Regions from separate parts of the Callithrix jacchus genome. Here region 2 is linked to region 1. A link is a contact called in public Hi-C data. All regions are on one chromosome and are shown on one strand. The core of a region is the stretch at or near the end of the contact, and the rest is flanking DNA. Distances in the headings are between cores, read along the strand shown. Region 1 has its middle 41 kb from the start of SACS. Region 2 has its middle 140 kb from the start of TNFRSF19.

The links. A called contact is a pair of places that touch in the nucleus more often than the background predicts.
Region 2: a contact with region 1 is called in a Hi-C map of skeletal muscle, with 7 times the contacts expected there. The contact joins two enhancer-like sites. A contact is called at or near these places in 3 of 3 Hi-C or Micro-C datasets (induced pluripotent stem cells and skeletal muscle).

Annotation. Positions count from the first base shown.
Region 1 is chr5:143,001,955-143,008,836 of calJac240_pri, forward strand. No RefSeq gene overlaps it. Among named protein-coding and RNA genes, the nearest start is that of SACS, 41 kb to the left of the region's middle. Within about 2 kb of position 2,462, at least 10 of the 16 cell types and tissues checked have an H3K27ac peak or open chromatin away from gene starts, as enhancers often do. A contact at or near this core is called in skeletal muscle, where this site is marked.
Region 2 is chr5:143,252,137-143,259,420 of calJac240_pri, forward strand. No RefSeq gene overlaps it. Among named protein-coding and RNA genes, the nearest start is that of TNFRSF19, 140 kb to the left of the region's middle. Within about 2 kb of position 5,240, at least 2 of the 16 cell types and tissues checked have an H3K27ac peak or open chromatin away from gene starts, as enhancers often do. A contact at or near this core is called in skeletal muscle, where this site is marked.

The DNA.
Region 1 (6,882 bases), core at 1,212-3,711:
TAGAGAAACCTTAGCCCATTGAAAACTCTGAAAAAAAACAAATCTTCTGAGTTATCATTACTAATGAGACTTTGCTTAGTTAAACGCCTCTCTTAGAGTACATTTTCTTGATTTATGTAGGCATTACTATTGTCATCATAGGCAGAGCTACAAGAAAAACAAGGAACTGAAAATAGTAGTTATTGGTCTCCCCTTTTAAACATTCCTAGTTAAGAACCTTAAAATGCTATTTTAACTTTAAAAAAAAAACTTTATTCTTTCCACCTTTTCCTCTCTTTCCACTTTTCCTTCCCCTCTCTCAACTGAAAAGTCTAACTGCCTGCTAAAGATGCCTGTGAACGTTTAACAAAAGAACAGGATATTGACATGATATTGAATCTGGCAGACACCAGCTTGATCATTTGGAAAACGTTGGCGTCAGAGAAGTGGGTCAGGGTGATAGAGCCTGCCCTGAAAAGAACACAGCATAATTTCTGACGTCGTCCTGCCAAGATGTGTGGACTGAGTCTAGTCATAAGATAACATTAGAGGGACCCAAGTGTATGTCATTTTACACTCTGAAAGGCTTGTACCTTCTAAGGCTCTCAAGAACACTTATGGGCTGAATCATGTCTCCCTCAAAATTTATATGTTAAAGTCCAACACTCAGTACCTCAAAATGTGACTATAATTCAGAGATAGTTTCTTTAAAGGGGCAATTAAGTTAGAATTTTAAAAAATTAAAATCAAGCCATTGACGTGGGCCCTAATCTGACATAACTGGTGATTTTGTAAGACGAGATTAGGACACAGACACATGCAGAGGGAAGACCACGTGAAGACACATGGAAGCCGAGGAGAGAGGCCTCAGAAGAAACCAACCCTGCCGACACCTTGAACTTGGATTTCTGGTCTTCAGAACTGTGAGACAATATTGTTGTGTAAGTCAATGAGGCTTCATTATGGCAGCCAGAACAAACCAAGACAGACGTGAACGAGAGGCAAAGACTGAGAAACTGTTCCAGATGGAAAGAAACCGACGAGATGTGACAGCTCAGGGCAACACATGACTCTGATCTTGAATACATTACAGGAGATATTCTGTACTTTATTAGAAAACAAGCTTTGTGTTAGGTGATTTTTCCCAACTGGAGGGTAATGTAAGTGTTCTGAGCACGTTTGAGGTAGTCTGTGCTTAGCTATGATGTTCAGCAGGTTCGGGGCATGGAATGCATTTTCAACTATTTTCAACTTTCATGGATTTATCTGGACCTAAACCCATCATAAGTCAAGGAGCATCTGTAGAGTGGTGGTTTTCAGGAGCTAGGAGAAGGGGAATGGGAAAATGTTGTTTAATGACTATGGAGGTTCCGTTTTATGAGATGAAAAGTGTTCTGGAGTGTGGCTGCACAATGGCGTGGATGTTCTAACACCGCTGAACTGGACACGTACAAATGATCAAGATGGTAAATGTTATGTGTATTTTCACCCCAACTAAAAATTTTTTTTTAAATATCTGGGCTATTATTTATCTCCTTATATTTATGTGTCCTTTTTTTTTCTAGCATGTAAATCTCTTGGAGGCAGAAAACATATCTGAAATTTACGGCATGTTTCAGAACCAATGGCCAGGGCGCAGTGGTTGCCGTTGACCAGTAACTACCCAGTTCCTGCAGCCGGGGACCCTTCCAGTGAACATACACCTGGAAAATGAGATTGCCCTATTCATTCCTCTGAATATTCCCCAGCATCGATCACCGTGCTCTTTATAAAGTAAGTGCTCAGTAAACGTTCGTTCGCGGTGATGCTAAGGACAGGAGGGTCTTTAACCCTTTCTCTCCCTGCTAGCATAGCGCTCAGGGAATCCTAAAAGCTGGCTACGCTGCCATTCTCCTGCCACCTGGGCTGCGTCTGCGGAATCGCTTCCTGAGGAAGTTGTCTAGACTTTGACTAGAAACCAAAGCTCCCATTTTTCATCTGCCATTTACTTTTCATTGTATACCTTATGGAATTCCCTACGCCGTCACTGTCAGTTCTTCACCCATTCTGTTGCATCCAGAGGCTGGAAATAGGCAGAAACGCCCCGCACGTGAGCGGGGCCCTGCAATTCACCTGGGGTTGGGAGTTTGCGTTTGTTGTTCTATGTCAGTCTGCAGCGAACCTGGCGATCCAGCGGGACCCGCGGAGGAGCGAGCAAAAGCCGGCAGCGTGCACGGCTGTCCCGCCACCCACCCCGCTGGGCGGCGCAGCTCGTCTGCGGGCGCGCGGCCGGGGCGGCCAGAGGCTTCCCCGGGACGCGGGCTGACGGCTGCCCCCTGGAGGCGCCCCAGCCCTACAGCCGAGCCGGGAGGGGCGGGCCGGCGGGTGCCGGGGGTGGGCAGCAGCGGCCGAGCCTCTGTGGCTTCTCTGAGTGCTGGGTCCGCCGGAGACGGAAGAGCCGCGGCCGCCAGGATTCCCAGCACTAGCCGCGTGTTGAAGGCCTGGAAGTGGCCCCGAAGCCGTGCCTTTCCCGCTAGCCGAGCAGAAGTGGGACTCGAAGCACCGAGGCTGGGATGCCTAGGCTGGTGACGCCTTGGGGCTCTCAGTCATACTTGGCAACCGGTCTACATGGCGATTCGGTGCTTTCCGGAATAGCAGATTCAGTATCTCGAGACCCACCTTCGTCCTTCCGCCGTTGAGCCGGGCCTGCGCTTTCCTAGGAGCCCTGCTGTCACCCAAACCTCCTGCTGACTTCAAGCTTAACCATTGGAGGGCGCAACCACATCATTTTTTAAACATAGGTTTCCCAGCCGGGCGCGGGGGCTCCTGCCTGTAATCCCTGCACTTTAGGAGGCCGAGGCGGGCGGATCACCTGAGGTCTCCAGTTCGAGACCAGCCTGACCAAAGTGGAGAAACCCCGTCTCTACTAAAAATACAAAACTAGCTGGGCATGGGGGCTCAAGCCTGTAATCCCAGCTACTCAGGAGGCTGAGGCTGGAGAATTGCTTGAACCTGGGAGGCGGAGGCTGCGGTGAGCGGAGATCCTGCCATTACACTCCAGCCTGGGCAACAAGAGCAAAACTTCATCTCAAAAAAACAAAAACAAAAAAACACGATTTCCCCCCTTAAAGCGGCTGAAAACGGTTTAGAGGAAAAAAGAAACACAAATAATCTGATATATATATATATATATGTCTGTGTATATATGTGTGTCTGTGTATATATGTGTGTCTGTGTATATATATGATATATATGAATTCAAGTGGGATTCTTCAAAACAGAAGGCTGTTACAGTCCCTTCATTTTGTAGCTGAGAAAATGAAAGCCATGGCACTTGAGAACTCCTGTTGCCCAAGGCGCACAGGTGGTGGGTAAGGAAGTTGAATATTTCTTCAAAGAATCCTTCCCTTCCATGACCCGGGAGGATCCGGCGAGAGAGCAGGGCCGTCCACATCTCAGCCAGGACACAAGAAGGCCCAGGGTGGCAGGAGCCCCACTGTGTGCTGTGGAGGATGGAAGACGAAAAGTCAGCATTGTCTCTAAACTGTAGGAACATGTGATGTGATGGGAAAAAATAATGAGTACAAGACACAGGAAGAGCAGGTCACAGAAACACACGGTGCCCAGAAGGGCTTAACTAGCTGCAGCTGTGTGGGCCATGCGCAGAGTGCCCAAGGGTGTCCTGAGTGAGGGTGGATGTCCCCTGCCTGCTGGGATCACCCTGAGAAGGCTTCTGAAGCCTGCCAGGTCACCCTTGTTTTTATGGATAGCTTCTTTGCCAGGCTCCCTCCACCTGTAATTGACAAAGTCTGCTTCTGTTGAGTGTCTGATAAAGGATCCAACTTATGTGATTATTAGGACTGGGTCATGAAAGAAGACGGATATGAGAGACCCTGAGAAAAGAAGCATCAGAGGAACCTGAGGCATCTGTGTGGGAGTTACAACATCAGTCCTGTGTATAAGTGCTGAGTTTCAGCGTCTGCCCAACGCTAGGGGTTGCCTCGTCTGCTTCAACTCTAAGCTCCTAAGGGACAAGCGCCGCCTTCTGGGATGGCTTGGCAGCCATCGGCTTCACACTAAAGGCCTTAAAGCAAACCCAGGACGGAGTCTCAGTCCTGATGATTTGGGCTAGTGCCTTTCTTAACATTTCAGGGATATACTCCTTTATTTTATTTATTTTATTAGTTTTGCTCTATTCAGTCATGGCCATTCTTAGTTGCTGTTGTCTTTGTAAGTTTAAATAAATACTTTCATAATAAACAAAATAAAATTTTAAATAAATATTAAAATATTAATTTTAGATAAGAACCTTGTGTACCTTTCAAGATTAATATAGTAAATAAAGAGGACTAAAAACTTAAGAGACTGAAAGACCTGAGAATGTGTAAGAGAAACGTGGTTATCAAATGCAATCCCGATGTTTTATCAGGCCTCTGTATCAGTGTGGATGATTTAACCGTGGTTAACTCCATGAAGAAGCAAAATATTTGATTCTCATCTGTTTAAAGTCTTCTAAAAATATACACCCTAAAACAAAAAACCACTTAGTTGGGAAATTAAAGATGGTTATACTTTATCATTTATATAAGCCTGGCCTTTCTCCAAAATGATACAGCTTGCAACAAAAAACACATGATAGGCTTAATAAAAAAGAATGGAAATGGAAACTAAGGATCAACAGAAAGGAGTACCACAAATACCGCAGCACTAGCATGTCATCTTATTTCTGTAATTGAGTATGAAACCTGGCTCCGAGCTTCCTGGAGGCCAAGGCAAGACTAGAGACAAGAGCAGTGTGTGTCGTATCATTAGCAGAGAGGAAGATCATGTGACTTTCTGATTTTTTTCTCAGAAACTGAATCTAAAAAGAATCGCTCTATATAATGACTCATATATATGGCTTTAAGTGAAAAAGTGATAAACATTATCCTCCATGAGAGTTTTTGCACAAATTGAGGGAGCTAGGAGCTGATACTGAAGCACAACTCAATGAAGTTAATCCTGTCAGCGGCTAGGCTCCCACCAGCAAACTACTGATGAAATTCTAATTCCAGCAAATGCAGGCATGGAATGAGAGATGCCTATCCCATCTGCCTCGTTGTGCCTGGGGCCAGTCCTGAGTGTTGAAGACAGCTTGTTCCAATATAAACTCAAATGAGATTGTTCATAACAGAAGTCTGCAGGAATACGGCATCTCTGATTTGAAATGATGGATGATTTTCATCAGCCATGTATCTGCTCCATTGGCAGCACCCCAAGCGCAGACCCCAGACTGTTCAGTGTGTGCACAAACAGAGGGTATCTCAATCGTACGAGTGTAACACAGCTCTAACTCATCATTTAATTTCTGGATGGAATTTTGAGCAGAGGGTCATGGCTCTCTTTTTAAAGGTAAAACTCAATGAAAGACACTGTAGTTTTGAAATTAAATGAGCACTTGAAAAATACCAGCTTTGTTTGCCTTTGCGTTTTCTTTTTCCTCTCCTTCAAAGTTCTTTGCGGCAAAATATTCAATTGAAAACTCAACATGTCCACTGCCTCCCCACTCCTTAAAAAAATGTAGAAAGTCTCCACTAAGAGGAGGAGAGTTCTTCACAGTTTGTTTTTATTTTAAAACAATACTCATTACGTCATTTTTAAAGCATTTGTAATAAATTAAGCAAGTAACACTTGTGTATCAGTTTCTAATGTGTCTGGAACTTACTGGGCTACAAAAAAAAAAAAAAGATTATTTTTCTTTCTACACTCAAAGATATCCCAATCTTATTGCAGAGGGGAAACTGAGGCAATTGATACAGTTAGAGGACTAGGAAGCACTAATCTGTGTCAAACTCCAAAGTGCAAAGTCAAGGGAGAGATCATCATGGAAGGGAGTGATCCAGAAGAATTCCTATCCCTTACCTGTCCCAGTCATTCTTCTTGCCAGAAAAAAAAAGAGAGAGAGAGGGAGAAATCTTCAAGTAACTTAATGCTTTCAGTCCTTCTCCACTCTAACAAATATTTTTTCAAATTCGAACTGACCGCCCAAGTTTCACTGCAGCTCCCTGTTTCCTGTTAGATCTTAAAAATCTTTGCTTAAAACGTTGAAGTTTGAATGAAGAGCAAGAAAATCTTGCCTGCGAATAAGGCACTGGGAACTGCACAGAATCAACGTCAGCTCACAGGCTCATCATCTCACGCACAGATTCCTGAGCACATTCTTGCATTCTTGCTCTTAATCCTCCCTTGGCGACCTTCTACTCAGACATCATCTTTTATGCAGAGAAGCAGGCACGTTTTCTCATCGTTAATTCTGTTCTTAGGCAGGTGTGTAGCCACAGAGCACACAGACAACAGGATGAAGTGAGCACCCCAGGATGTGAATTTGTGCAGAGGAATTACAGCTCAGGCTTATTACACAGCTTTGGCTACATCAGGACATGAAGCTGTCTTGCAAATTACGGGCATGTCTAAGCTCTTAAGCACATGTGAACTTTAACCCACGTGCATTCCCATTCCCTACTCACATACACAGTACAAGCATGCCACGCACTCACAATCCAATTGGCTAACTATGGTTATTAACAGGAAAGAACAATTATAGTCCTTATGGTCATGGTTTGGTTTGAATGTTTGCCTCATCAAAAATGAGAGCAGACTTTCCTCCTTTTAACCTAATAAAAGCATATTGATTTTCCTGACTTCTTATGATCACATTTGAGGAAAGGCGTCAGCATTGGAATCACCAATACAGCCTGCTGACAGAGGGTGGCCACCAGCTTCATCAGCCTCCCAAGTCCTCTACTGTTGTCAGTCTGCACCTCTAGATTTTCAAGGGACGCAGACTGGCAACAGTAGAGATTAATATTTAAGACCTTAGGTTCAATGGAAAGATCTCCTACAGCTTCTGATATCAGCCCCTATCAGAAATTATATTTTACTTTG
Region 2 (7,284 bases), core at 3,990-6,489, 250 kb after region 1:
AACCAAAAAAACTTGTGTGAATCGCTTTATTTCAGTATTGACTTTATTACAGTGGTCTGGAATGGAACCTGGAATATCTCTGAGGTACCCCGGTATATATAATTAAGCCCTGAATATAAATATAAATATGTCTATATGAAGACACAGAGAGGAAAAATAACTGCCTTAAGATCATTTCTGTTATCATGTTATCATCACCCTCAATGTACGTATTGGGCACAGAATCTGTTTCAGGCATGTGTAATCTGTGTTCGCCACTTCCTGTAGAAACTGTCATGGTTACTGGGCAGTGGGCTGCAGCAGTTAGGAAGAACCAGTAATGCAGGGATTCAGTTCCCATTGTCCCACAGCTAGGATCCTTCCCCGTAGTTACTGACTTCCAAGCTGAAGCAACTGAAGCTCTTTGTTTCACGTGGGACACGAGCTCCCAAGATGGCAGACGCAAGCAAATCATCTTCAACGTCTGGGATGAGATGTGTGAAGATCAAATAAGGTTCTTTGTTTTAAAATGCCTGTTGTAAACGTATTGAGATTCATTCGTTCTTACATAAAAATAACTCTAAAGATACTGAGATGGATGGTTATCATAGAATCAAAGGAAAGCCTAATATTGAGAACAATGTCCAAAGGGCTGGAATCAAAGCCAGAAAATGTCGAGGGAATCTAAATGTATTAAGGACCCCGTTTTATAAGGCGTGAAGATTTAGGCCCTTCTGGATAGAAGAATCCTTGTTTTATTTTTGAAGATCTTGCAGGAAGAGAATCCCCTTTCCCATCCCAGGAAACCTTCCTTCGTCTCTGTCTCATGCCTCAAGATGATTATTGGGAAGCTTTTTCTCAAATCTAAATGCCACCCCTTAACTCTAGTATTAACCAATTTACATCCTGTGAAAGAGATGGGAAATAGAATTACATAATAACTTCTCACCCACAAGAAGAACACAGGGCATTCCCAGTGAAGCAACCCCAGTTATTTCACATTTTCGTCCAGATCCGATCTCCGAGTCCTTCCATCAGCTTCAGTGATGGGCCCTCGCGGGCAGGACCTGGAGGAATGAGTACACAGCCCTGTCAGCCAGGAGAAGGCCCATTGCCATCAGCCCCACGGTAGGGTTAATTCCCTTTGACATCGCCTCCCCTTCGAGAAGCCTGGGATGGGTGGCTGTCCATCAGCTGAAACTAAATCAGACTCCCACTCAGGAAGAGAAGAAGATGCAAATAGCAAAAGGCGAGAATTAATGGCGGTAAATAAAGGGAGGTCCAATGTGGAGAAAATGCAAGCTATTACACCAAGGACAAGAATCCCAAACATAGTTATTAATGGCAAGGAGATCAAGTCTTTGGAAAATACAAACACTGAAAGAGACCTCAGGGGAATGAAAAAGGCCAACAAATTATATGTGAGCTTGCAATGTGATACGGCCAAAACAACCACACGAAACACAAATAATTCTGAATTGCATAGTTGAGGTATCAAGTCATGGACTGAGGAAGTGAGCGATCTCCCTGCAAGCCCCCAGAGACCACAGCCAGGGCCTTTGGACAGCAGAAGGGTTTAGATGCACGGAAGGGCCTGGAAAGAAAGCAACTGCAAAGGGTCAGGCGTGGGAGGGCCGGACTGAGCAGAAGCCCCAGGACTTGTGCAAGTGGTGACTAAGAGCCACGGCCACTGCCCAGGCCCGCTTCGGAGGCAGCAGCCGGACACAGGGCCACAGCCGGTGTGGTCAGAGGGTGCTGGGTCATGGCTGCAGAGACACCCGGGAGCCTCAGGGCTGTAGGGGGTGGCTCGCTCCCACATCACAGCAGGCACCCTGGCAGGCTTGCCGCATCGCAATCTGGAACATGGTCTTCAAGGCAGGGCGCTCATGAGCCCCTGAGAGGGGGACTGGGGTTCTGTGCAAGCCCTTCCAGACCGTCACTGTCGGACACCACCTCTGAGAGCAGAGGCTGCGCTTCTCTAGGACCGCCCTGCCTGTGCCCACTCACACACCCAGACCCTGACTTTTGTGAGAGCTTCAGGATAAAGATGATTCCTCACTTGGAGTCCAGCCCCAGCCCCTCACCCTGGACAGGCCTGCTCTTTCTGTAATTTCCTGTGATCCCCTTTTTGCCCATGTTTTCCAAATAGCCAAGAGAAGCACCTAAAGCAGTGGTAGGCAGAAGGGAACGCCGACAACGCAGAGAGTGGGGAGCTCAGGGAGGCCCCGCTGACTGACAGAGACCCAGGGAGCTCAGGCACAATAGCCACTGCCCTGAGCATCTGTTTAAAACAGGTCTCTCTTCCTGCCTGCACACGCTGCCAGGGCTTGCACCGTGCAATCCAGTCTTTCATGCTTTCAGCAAATACTTCTTGAGCTCCTGCAGGCCTAGCCTGTGCTAGAGGCTTACAATGCAAACAAGGGAAAGCAGGAGCCTCAGCGGGGCCACAGGAACGGCGGGGATGGAGGTGGCCGTTGAGGCTCCAGCGCCAAGGGGTGAGTGCAAGAACTTGGAGGTCCAGCGAAATCGGCCCAAACCAACAGGGACAGGGGAGACTGGAATAGAGCAAGCAATGTGAAGATTCTTACAGAAGGAGTGGAGTCTACCTAGCAAAGGAAGAGGTGACAGCGTCATGGCAGAGGGGGCAGCTCTCTGAAGGTGTGAAGTATAACATCCCATGAAAAGCAGGGAGGCTGGATTCACACTGGCTCTGTGGCCCCCCGCAAGCTGCTTAACTTCTTTGTGCTTGAGTATCAAGTCTAGGAAATACAGATTACAAATAGGCTGGGCTCAGTGGCTCTCAGCTGTAATTACAGTGGAGGATCACTTGAGGCCAGGAGTTCTAGACTAGCCTGGGCAATATAGCCAGACCCCATCTCTACAAAATAAAAATTAAAAAGTAGCTGGGCATGGGGGTGCCTCTCTGTAGCCCCAGTCACTCACTTAAGCGGGAGGCTTAAGCGGGAAGGTCACTTGACTCCAAGAGTTCAAGGATATGATAAGCCATGATCATGAAACTGCACTCCAGCCTAGGCAGAGAGAAACTCTGCCTCTAAAGAAAATAACAAATAAAAATGAAAGTAGCACCTATTTCCCATGATTGTGGTGGGAATTATACGTTGTCAGCGTTCATAGAACCCTTAGAACCCTGTCTGGCACACACAAAGGAACTTGTTAAATATGCTCAATTGTTTTTTCTACAATACCAGAAGCATCTGGAGAAATCCAGTCTGACCGGGCGGGGCCAGGTGTCTGGAAGCTCAGCAGCAGGCTCAGGAGCAGGACTGACACATGGTGAGGCCAGTCCAGGACACAGCGAGGCACATGGCCCTGGGAATTTGGAGAGTGAGATGAGCGATAACTTTCTCATTCTTGTTTCAGAGATTAAAAGTTACATTTTTTTCATTGAAATCATTTTCCAATTACATGACCTACAAATCTGAAATTAAAACACACTGGCATTTTTATATTGCATAATTCAAAAGCTGTAGGAAGCTGTTGCTTAAATGTGTATTTACTTGTGGCCAAGAGAAAAAAACAAAAAACAAATGTCAGATTTTAATGATTTGGCTCAGAAAATGCATAGCGCTCAGGAAGCTTGAGGACAAAACATGAGCTCTACAAAAACAGGTTACCCAAAAAGGTGAACTTAGTAAGCAAAGCAAAAGGAGCTGACATTTAAAGCAAATGAAGTTCTTCACCTGAATGAATTGGGCCAGCTGTCCAGCCACTCTTTCAGGCTCTCTTCCTGGAGGTCACGGGAAAGGGAACTTTAGGGCTCAGGGAGATGCCCAGAGGACACCTGGGGTCAGAAGGCCCCGATTCCTATCTCAGGACAAATGTTCACCAATCTCTTAAGTAGGGAAAGAGCCACTGACTTTTTTTTTCAGTGTTTAAAATTGTGGCAACATGCACATGAAATTTATCATCCTAACCATTCTGAGGTGCGCAGCTCAGCGTTTTCACCCACTGTCATGATGCCCTGCAGCCAGCACCACCTTCCAGTTCCCGACTCTTGATGTCTTGGAAAACGGAAACTCTATACCCATTGAGTCCCAACTCAGAAGCCACTGATCTTTAATTAATAACACCTTCACCCGTGCTCTTTGAAAATATATGCATCCGTTCCCACAAGGAATTTTTTTCTTTTTTTACTTTAAGCTCTGGGATAGAACATGCGGGTTTGTTACACAGCTGTACATGTGCCATGGTGGTTTGCTGCACTTACCAACCCATCATCTAGGTTTTAAGCCCTGCATGCATTAGGTATTTGTCCTAATGCTCTCCCTCCCCTTGTCCTCCACCCCCACCCCCCACCCTAAGGATTTTTACAAACCTTTGAAAAACATGTTTAAAAACTGACACATAATAATTGTACGTGTCTACGGGGTATACTGAGTGAGTTTTGATGCATACAGTGCGTAGTGACCAAGTCGGGGTGATTAGCATACCCATGGCCTCAGATAGTTATCCTGCATTTGTGTTGGGAACATTCAAAATCCTCTCTTCCAGCTGTTTGAAAATATATAATAAATGTTGTTGGCTGTAGTTTCCCCACAGTGCTATAGAGCACTAGAAGTTATTCCTCCTATCTAGCTGTATCCTTTAACCAGTCCCTTCCTCTCCTTCTTCCTCCTCTGCTTCCCCACAAAAGCTACACTTTTTATGGTTAGGAGGTTGAAGCTGCGGCCTCTGGCTGCCCTGGGCCCTGGTGGAGGGGACCCCGCTCCTCCCTCCTGCGGCTCTTCCCTGAAGGAACGGGTACCAGCTGGGTCTGGTCACCATCAGTCCACAGGCTAGCAGGGGCCCTGGGTGTTTGAAGGTCTCTGTTCTGTACCTTCCTCCAATGTCCTGCTCCAGGTGGTGACCCCTGGGTGGGCCTGGCCAGCTCTTTCCATTCCACTCTCAAACACGCGAGGGCCCTCCCCTCACCTCTCCTGTGCACCCAGCTAGGGAAAATCACAAGCAGGACTTGGAGCCAGGAGGAGCCGTCAAGCCACAGGCCTCAGCCACGCGTTTCAGGCTGGTTTCCAGAATGCTCGCACCCCCGCAAAAATAATGCACTGCTTTGCTTTCCTGGCCATAGTATTTTGGGTAGAGGACTCCTGCCTGGAGTTCCTGTCCAGAGACAGCAGCGGCAAAGCTAGAGCCCAAAGCTATGTCCATGGCCAGAATAGCCTCTTACACCGTCAGAACCACTCTAGCTGAGTACATCTAGATCCCTGTCACCGCTGGCCCCTGCAGCCCTGGACTGTGCCCCTCCTCTGTCACCTAAGTGCTGATGATGGGGCCACGAGAGAGCTCGCACCACAGACCAGGACAGCTTCTGCACACAGCCTGCTAAGTGCTCTTTGTGGTTGATACACAAGAAGTGATTCTGCCCCATGAATGCCTACACGGCCCAAATGCCTACACACAGGATTAATGTGACTTCCCTCGGGCCTCTCCTCTACCACGTTCCATGCAGGCTTTGTACAAATTATGAATCACTTTATCAGGGGATACTTGTGAGTTCTTAAAACCTCTTAAAATGCCAAGGTTTGGGGAGCGACCCCGCAGGGGCAGGCAGGAGGTCTCCGGATGGTCGATGATCAGATTGATGATTTCCAGGCAAAATGTTGGATGCCGTAAAGGTAGGATGACAACAGGGGATTTCCTCCTCTGACTGCAGCAGCTGAAATGTAAAGAGTTAAAAAAAAAGGGGTCAGGAAATTCTAAACTGATTTCAACAGCAGCACTCCCTCTGCCCACACATTCCCACTCAGCATCCAGTGACAGGCTGGAAGTCTTGCCAGAGGCCACTTGAAAGACAGTGGTTTGCTCTGTGCTTGCTGGAGTTGCAAGTTTGCAAATTGAAAGCCTTTGATAAATATTTGACAATGCAGTTTCTGATGAACCCTCTCCTCCCTCTGCCTGGATAAAGTGCAGGGCCCAGGGGTTTCCTGGGTGGACGGGGCAGCCCACACTGGCCCAGACACAGGCAGCAGTGACACAGTCAGAGCCCCTACCAACCTCCACTCTCTGAGATCCCAGAGGACTGGAAGATCCTTCCCAACACCCCACCCAGCTAGTGTGTGCTACTCCATGTGCCGGGGACACAGGGAGGCGTAAAACGGGACTTTGCCATCAAGGGGCTCCTAAAACAGACAGAAAAAAATAGGTTAGATGCTATGAGTGCTATGGAGGAAACAGCAGAGGGGCACAGGAGGATGCATGGGGTGGGTGGGCAGCAGCAGTGAGGCCTGGAGCTGAGCTGCTGGGCTTGAGTGGACCCCACGTGGAGGAAGCAGTCATGTGCATCTGTGATGAGAGTCGGGCAGAGGGAAAGCAGGTCCACGTCCCAGAATGGGATGTGGTGGAGCCTCAGGGGCCAAGCACGAGATGGTGAGAGGTAGTGCTGAAAAGCAGGTGTTCTGTGGGGCTGCGGAGGCCAGTCATGAGTTTGGATTTGACTCTGTCTGGCCTTGCTCCAGGTCCCCACAACCAGGCTTCAAGTAGGTGTGTATTGTTATGTCTCATTTTATGGACAAGGGAGACCAGTGGACAGGGACAGGAAGTGAATTGCTATTAGCCATGTACCTCACTGAGCCAGAATTCAAACCTAGGTCCACCTGATCACAGGAACGCCCGTTCTTGCCACTATGCTGTCCTGGAAATTCCTGCGAGGACGTTTACTTCAGCGGTCAAACCACCCCGGCAGACGTTAGCCCTGTTGTAATGTAACAGTGCCAGAATTGCAGGTGAGGCTGGAGTGCAGATGTTAGGTAGAATGAAATCAGGGGAAGCTTCAAGGGGGATGCAACCTAGGTTGGGGTGCAGAAGGTGGGAGGGAATCACGGTGTGCTGGAAAATGTGCAACATCCAGTTTTCCGGAATGCAAGGCCTGGACTTACAGCATTGGCCTATTTCTGTGATGTAAACACTCCTACTATGGCTAATGTTAAGTACCAAAGTGACGTTACTGATGCAGAAGAGGCAGGAGATGCACACAGTCGGCTCTTGTGGGCTGGGCTGAGCTGGCTCCAGCACACCGCTGGGAGGGGATGTGCCTTCATCAGAGGCTGAGCATGAGCTCCAAAGCCAGGTAGACTGGGTACAAAGCACAGCTGTGTGTGTGTGTGTGGTTGTGTGTGTGTGTGTTTGTGTGTGTGTGTGTGTGGTTGTGTGTGTGTGTTTGAGGCAGAGTCTCACTCTGTTGCCCGGGCTGCAGTGCAATGGCACAATCTCGGCTCACTGCAACCTCTGCCTCCCTGGTTCAAGCGATTCTCCTGCCTCAGCCTCCCGAGTAGCTGGGACTACAGGTGC